Regions from separate parts of the Gossypium hirsutum genome. Here region 2 is linked to region 1. The links are chromatin contacts, called in public Hi-C maps. All regions are on one chromosome and are shown on one strand. The core of a region is the stretch at or near the end of the contact, and the rest is flanking DNA. Distances in the headings are between cores, read along the strand shown.

Region 1 (3,325 bases), core at 773-3,272:
ATTAATCTACAAAGTGCACCATACAGCAAGTACATTTACCAGGGATATGCAACAAAATAAGAAAATTACTGTGTTAACACTACCTGATTTATGGAACCACCTAACAATAACCTCTGTCGACACCAAATAGAAGCATTCAGTGTTTTGGAATTATAAAGTAAACTAAACATTACATACAAGAACCCAGAGCAGGCATTCAGGAAAAGGAAAAATATTCGAGATAGGCTTTCATGAAATTTCTTTCAAAACTAAAAAATTACTTGTTATTCTCTCCTAAACAACTTATCAAACTTACCATATTATGAAACTTAAGCGAACTATAGTAAGTTAAGAAAGTACTATTAGATTTTCTAAAAGAAGCAACAGTTACTTACATAGAGAGCTATTTGCAAGCACTGTGTGACTTCTCCAACTATATCATCATCAACAAATTGTGACAAAACACATATTATTTGCCAAGCACGTATTTTTCGCCTATGGATCTGTTGAAATATAATAGGACAGATAAGCATTCCGACCAATCTGAAATATAGAATTAGAAACCTGAAGAGAATGAAGAGAAAAGTATCAGCTACCGCGCTATACTTCTTATACAACTCTTTTGCAAGCTTCTTATCATTTAGCTGCATAAAAAATGAATTCCATGAGAACTAGAATCCAAACATTTTCTGAGGAGAATTTTCTCCTATAAATAAATGCAGAAAAGTAGAATGTACTTTCTTTTTAAGCAAGTTTGGATCGAAAATCCTTTTGCAATGGACGGAGCAACATCAACGAAGGAGACAGAGATTGATGGCAAATGCACAGTCCACGGTGATGTAGCAGACGGATCACTGGATAGACAACCAGCAGCAAATGGATGGAAAAGAAAAAATTAAGTTAGGGATTTGGGGAAAATGATTTGGGGAAAAAGAGTTGGGGGCTTAGCTATAAAAATGGCGTTTCAATAAAAATTAAAAAGTATTCGCGGCGTTTATGGATAAAACGTCGCTATTGCTTTACCTTTAGAGGCGTTTATGATAAAAATGCCGCAATTGTTTTTAACCTTTTGTGGCATTGATGCAAAAACACTGCTATTGTTTTACCTTTTGTGGTGTTTATGGGGAAAACGCCGGTAACACTGTTCCTATTTGGTGTACCTTTGCGGCGCGTAGCATAAAATGCAGCTAAATATGTACTACTTGCGACGCTATTTCAACAAACGCCACCATATAACGACTTATTGTGGCGTTTTTCGGTTAGTGCCACTAATGGTATATATTTGTGGCATTCTTCAATACAGTGGCCGTTAAATGTTTGACCTTTGCGGCGTTTTCGATTCAAACACTACTAAAAACGTCGCTAAAAACTTAATTTGTTGTAGTATTTTGTGCTTATTTTATTTAATTATAATTATTTAAATATATTTTATTTGTAATTGTATTTAAATTGAATTTCTTAATTTATTATTTATTAAATTTAATTAAAAATATTTGTCACACTAATCAAAAGTAAACTGATAATAAAGAAAGTTAAGGTATAATAGAAAATAAATAAATATAACATATGATAATTTTTAACTGCTCATAAAATAAAAAAAATAATATTTACTAATATATATCAAGAACTAACTCATAAATTTATTTGAAATTCATTAGCAAGGCAATACATAATACTCTTTTGGATAAAATACGAAATATATCATGTAACAAATTTATTCGGATACCACATGATTATCTTCATTAATATTAAGACTCATGTTGCATGAATGAGTTTAAAATAATTTTTAAAAGAAAACATAGAAAATTTAAAAATAGAACAAAATTGACACAATAAAAAAGTATACACCTTTCACCGTCCAAAAAAAATATTGAAAAGAAAATTATTGAAAAGGGTACACAAAATAAACATAAAAAAGGGTGAAAATAATTTTAAAAAAAAAAAAAGATATTGAGAGAACATGTAAGAGAAGGGAAGGAATGACGAAAGGGAGGCTTGTCTTGATGCTATGTAAGAAGATACGAAATAAGAGAAGGAGAGATGGGCGCTCAAAAGGTAAGGCTTACAGCTCGATCGGTGGCCCCCCAACGTATCGCCCCGCATCACGAATCACGACATAAATTTTAGCTGCTTCAACAGTGACACAAATAACCCACCTTTTCGATCGATCCCCTCAATTTACTCTCATTTCTTTTTCTACTTGAAATGATTATTTTGGAGGTTAAAAGAAGGAAAACTTAGATTCTACTACTACTACGAACTAGACCACAGAGTATCGAGAAAGAGAGATCCTACTTTTACTATTCATATGGGATGACCTTATGTATGTATTTGTTTATGCATATGGGATAGCTTTTGATTCTTTCTCTGTCTCCTTATATACTTTCTTCTTCGTATTTTGTTGGGTTTTTACTCTTAAGTTTTTCTTTTTTTTGCCTTGTTGTTTCTTAGTGGATTGAAAAGATTTTCAAAGAAGTTAAGGGAGGTAAAACTCCCCTATAAGGGAGCAAGAAGCCCTTTATTTTAGTTTTGCTTTGGTTAAACCATAGGAGAAAAAGCTGAAATCTTTTATGTTTATGGTAATTTTGTGTGATTTTTTAATTCTGGTTTTGCTGGTATTGAAGGACCCAGAAGAAGAACTGAAAGAAATAGCAGCTTGGCTAACCACAAGAAACTAGAAACGATAGCAAGCAAGCTAATAAAATTAATAAGCTTTGTAGATGGCCGCCGCCTCATCGTCCACACCTTTTTTTGGAACCAGGGAAGAAAATCAAAACCAGATGATGCAAGTACAATCATCCACCGCTACACCCACTTCGTCAACTGCTCCAACCACTGCACCTCAGAAGAGAAAGAGAAATCACCCTGGAACATCATGCAAGTATCTCTTTACATACATCTGATTATGGTCTGTTTGCTGAGCAGAAAAAAAATATTATGGTTTGTTTGTTTGTTTTCTTTTCCCTAAGGCTTTTTAGCTCAAGTATCCAATGAGTAAAGTCAATAGAGAAAGAGGGTTTATGTTCTTGTTCTTGTTCACTCCTTTCTTTCTTTTTTTTATTAAAAAAATGAATATTACCTCTCAATGAACCCTAATCTAAAAATTTGTCAGTTTTCATCATGATTTAATCTTGACAGTTCTCAGATGGTTATTCTTTCACTCCCTCGATTAAGCCTTATATATATATTGTTTTTCATCCCCTATTTTTCTAATGATTTGTTGTTTGTCATTTCTCAATAGCAGATCCAGATGCGGAAGTGATAGCACTATCTCCCAAGACTCTAATGGCAACAAACAGGTTCATTTGTGAGGTATGCAACAAAGGGTTCCAAAGGGAGCAAAATT
Region 2 (3,310 bases), core at 561-3,060, 240 kb before region 1:
GAAAAATGAACAACCATCCCCTGTTTGGCCGATTCAACATCAAATTCAGCAATAAGACTCAACCTTGACAAATTCTTTTCACAATCTTCTTATCAAATTGGAAACTAACTGAAACAAGTACGAATCTCAACAGATCTTCACATACTTTCTTAAACTTAACAAGTTCAATATCATTCCCTCAAAAGCTAAGAGTATAGAGCCTGCATATTATCTAACTCCGCTAAGCTACTATCACTCAAGGTTCTTATCTTTTCCTTCTCCTTCCTTTGCCACAAAAGCGATTGATGCATTTCAAGAAAGTGATTGACAAAGGTCAATGCATTTATTATGCAACAGAAGAATGGATAATACAACCCACAGTTAAGAATTTTATGTCTCTTTTCTTCATCTTAACTTTAATCACCCAATTACAGTTAACAATCTTCAAAGGTACTTGAAGAATGTAGGCCAATGACAACACTTAAGGGTGAGCGAAGCTTTTTTCTTCTCAGGTGATAAGAAATATGTTCAGTAACTTATCAAATCCCCACAAACAATTACGATTTCTTGTTTTAGGTACTAAATCAATAAAAAAGACCTAGAAATATACAGCCCAACAATGATGTCAAAAGATTAGAACAAGTACCTCCACCAATGCCCTTACTATGCAACAGAAGAAGAAAATTTACACCAACCAGTTGATATGGCTTGAGAACTGGCTGAAATTCCGGATCCACCACTGCACATGCTGCATCAATATCATTCTGCAAGAGTAAGAAATATTCCAATTTATAGACAAGTCTATTAGGAAACAACGAAGCTGATGTGGAAAAGACAACGCATATAATACATTCCCCAAATTTTGTCATGCAGTATATAAAAAATAACCGGCTCCCCTAAAATGAACATAAAAATGAAATTTAAAGCTATTGGTGATTTTCATTAAACTAAAGATTAGACAAAAATCATAATCACAAAATTCGCTAAATTTAGCTCCCTCAAACTTACTACAACCTTTTACAACTTCATAAAGCATTCTGATTATATATATATATAAGAATGCAAGTGATCACGGCCTTCCTTCCTCAATTTTCTCAGTAACCAAACAGAAAAATAGAATGCCTTAAGCTTTTTTAATACCTGTGTAACGATTCTCACTGAAGAAGCTTCTACTTCGGCGTATCGTTCGCAAGAAGCACCGGAACTCCCATACAGCTCCTTCCGTAGCTCCGCAGATATTTTCGCACACTTCTGCAACGCCTTCCCCACCACGTCATCCTCTTGCAATTGCTCTTCTTCACTCGACTCAATGTCATACAGCTCCTCAAAAGCATTCTCATTGCCGTCTTTTCCATCACCATCTTCTTCGTCGTCATCGTCTTCATCAACGATGAATCGACGCGCAAGGTTGACCGGCCCGGCATCCTCGGGCTCAACGTCGTCTTCCAAGTTGGAATCATCAGCCAAATGTTCGATTTCGACACAATCATCGCTGCTTTGGTCGGAAAAACTAGCCTGAGTTTGGGAATTGAAAGCGAAAGACTCAATTGGAGGAGGATTAGGGTTTTTCTTCAAAACACGAGAAGGCTTGAAAGAGTGGTTCTCCCATTCTTCGTCAGAGATTTCCTCGAAAACGCGCTTCATTTTAACTTTAATTTTAATCTGTTTTCCTTTTAATTTATTTTTATTTTGATTTGGGCGAGGAGAAGAGAAAATATAAGAGAGGAGAGCGCAGAGCTGGAAAAGGGCGGGGCGACAGTGAATAGAAACTGAGAAAGCGCGGGTCTTAAAATTGTTGGTTTTGGTTTTGGGAGTTCGCTTTGTTAATGGAAAAGTACTTTCGTAACTATAAGTAATGTTAAATAGATAAAAGTTGTCTGATTTTGGACTGCTGTGGCTTTATAGTGCGGAAATACGTTCAATTGTTAAAAATTAACCTGACATCATTTGACTATACTTGATGGAATTTTTTTCGTAATAAAATGTTCACTGAAATCAATAGATTTTTTTTAGTTAATTTTCTAAGGTTTAATATTTGTTTTTTAATTTTGTATCTATTTTTTTTATTTAATTGGTATATGAATTTATATTCTACTATTGAAGTTGATATGTTCGTACTAATATATTTAGTTTATATTGATGTGCTATTGATAACCAATTCAGTAGTGGCACCCGATAACCTCTTAATATGCCAAGTCAAAATCATAAATTAAAAATATATAAATTAATAAATAGAAGTATAATTTTTCACATCTAGAATGAATTAGGACACAAATTTGTCAAACTTCATTCTACATGTAATTTTTAATAAGTTTATATTTTTTATTTTTTTTATAAAATATCAGTTTTTAGGTTATTATTTAAAAATATAATTTTATAAAATATAAAAATTAAAAATATATAAAAAAATCCTATAATAATTTGAAAATGTATAAAAATTTATAATATAGAAATTAATAAAAATTAAAATTTTATAAAAATATATAAATAAATAAAAGAACTAAAAAGGAACATCTACAAGTTGTTTAGATGCATTTGAATCTAGACATTCTTAGTGTAATTTTTTATTTTTGATTAATTTATATATTCTAATTTTTTTTAAAATTATATATTTTTTAATTTCAAAATTATAACAATAACAATTGATACATCGCGAAGCTAATTAAAAATCTGACTAAAGCAAGTGCACCTATCAATTAATAGTATAGCTCTGGTGAGCAAAGATATTGTTCTCATGAAGACTAAAAGTACTAGTTTTTACCATCTTTCTATTATTTAACCGATAAATTTGAGTGGTTGATTAAAACTAAAATTAACTATATTAATTAACTACAAACGCGACAAAGAAAAAATCAGGAAAATAATCGATTAACAACCAAGAAGCAAAACAATACCCAAGAAAGAACCCACCTAGATTTCATCTGTCATTATCAATCTAAATTACGCAATTTCTTTACTTAGTATATTGATCCGTAAAAATCCCTAAATTATGTTAATATCTCTTTCGAGAGTAAGAGCAACTAACTCTATATTGATTAATTGAAATTTCTTTTTAATTAAAACCCCTATTATCGTATTAACTCAATTTATGGACTCCCCTATTAGATTTGACTCTAATCCGGTAGATTTATATCGTCCTATTTCTAGGATTGCATGCAACTGGACTCAATTATGCAAGATCTACTCTTAAACAGGGTTTATTCCTCCTCTGATTTAAGCACATCAAACATGGATCAATAATGTAGAAATTGAGAACAAAATCTAAGTATTCATTACGCAAAATAAAAATCAAGCGACAGAATTCATCATAGGGCTCATCTCCCTAAGTATT

What was found. A called contact is a pair of places that touch in the nucleus more often than the background predicts.
Region 2: a contact with region 1 is called in a Hi-C map of leaf, with 3 times the contacts expected there. The contact joins the promoter of LOC107909934 here to the promoter of LOC107909938 in region 1. A contact is called at or near these places in 9 of 34 Hi-C or Micro-C datasets (callus, hypocotyl, leaf and 1 more).

The regions. Positions count from the first base shown.
Region 1 is chrD02:51,234,158-51,237,482 of Gossypium_hirsutum_v2.1, reverse strand. LOC107909938 (protein indeterminate-domain 5, chloroplastic) reads left to right here and starts at 2,022. Exons shown (of 4, transcript XM_041088255.1): 1 at 2,022-2,464; 2 at 2,604-2,856; 3 at 3,224-3,325. The coding sequence starts at 2,700. LOC107909937 (a long non-coding RNA gene) reads right to left here and starts at 1,092. Exons shown (of 8, transcript XR_005910260.1): 1 at 717-1,092; 2 at 576-623; 3 at 1-482.
Region 2 is chrD02:51,474,384-51,477,693 of Gossypium_hirsutum_v2.1, reverse strand. It overlaps LOC107909934 (protein CHROMATIN REMODELING 19), which reads right to left and starts at 1,810. Exons shown (of 12, transcript XM_016837644.2): 1 at 1,120-1,810; 2 at 626-743. The coding sequence starts at 1,623.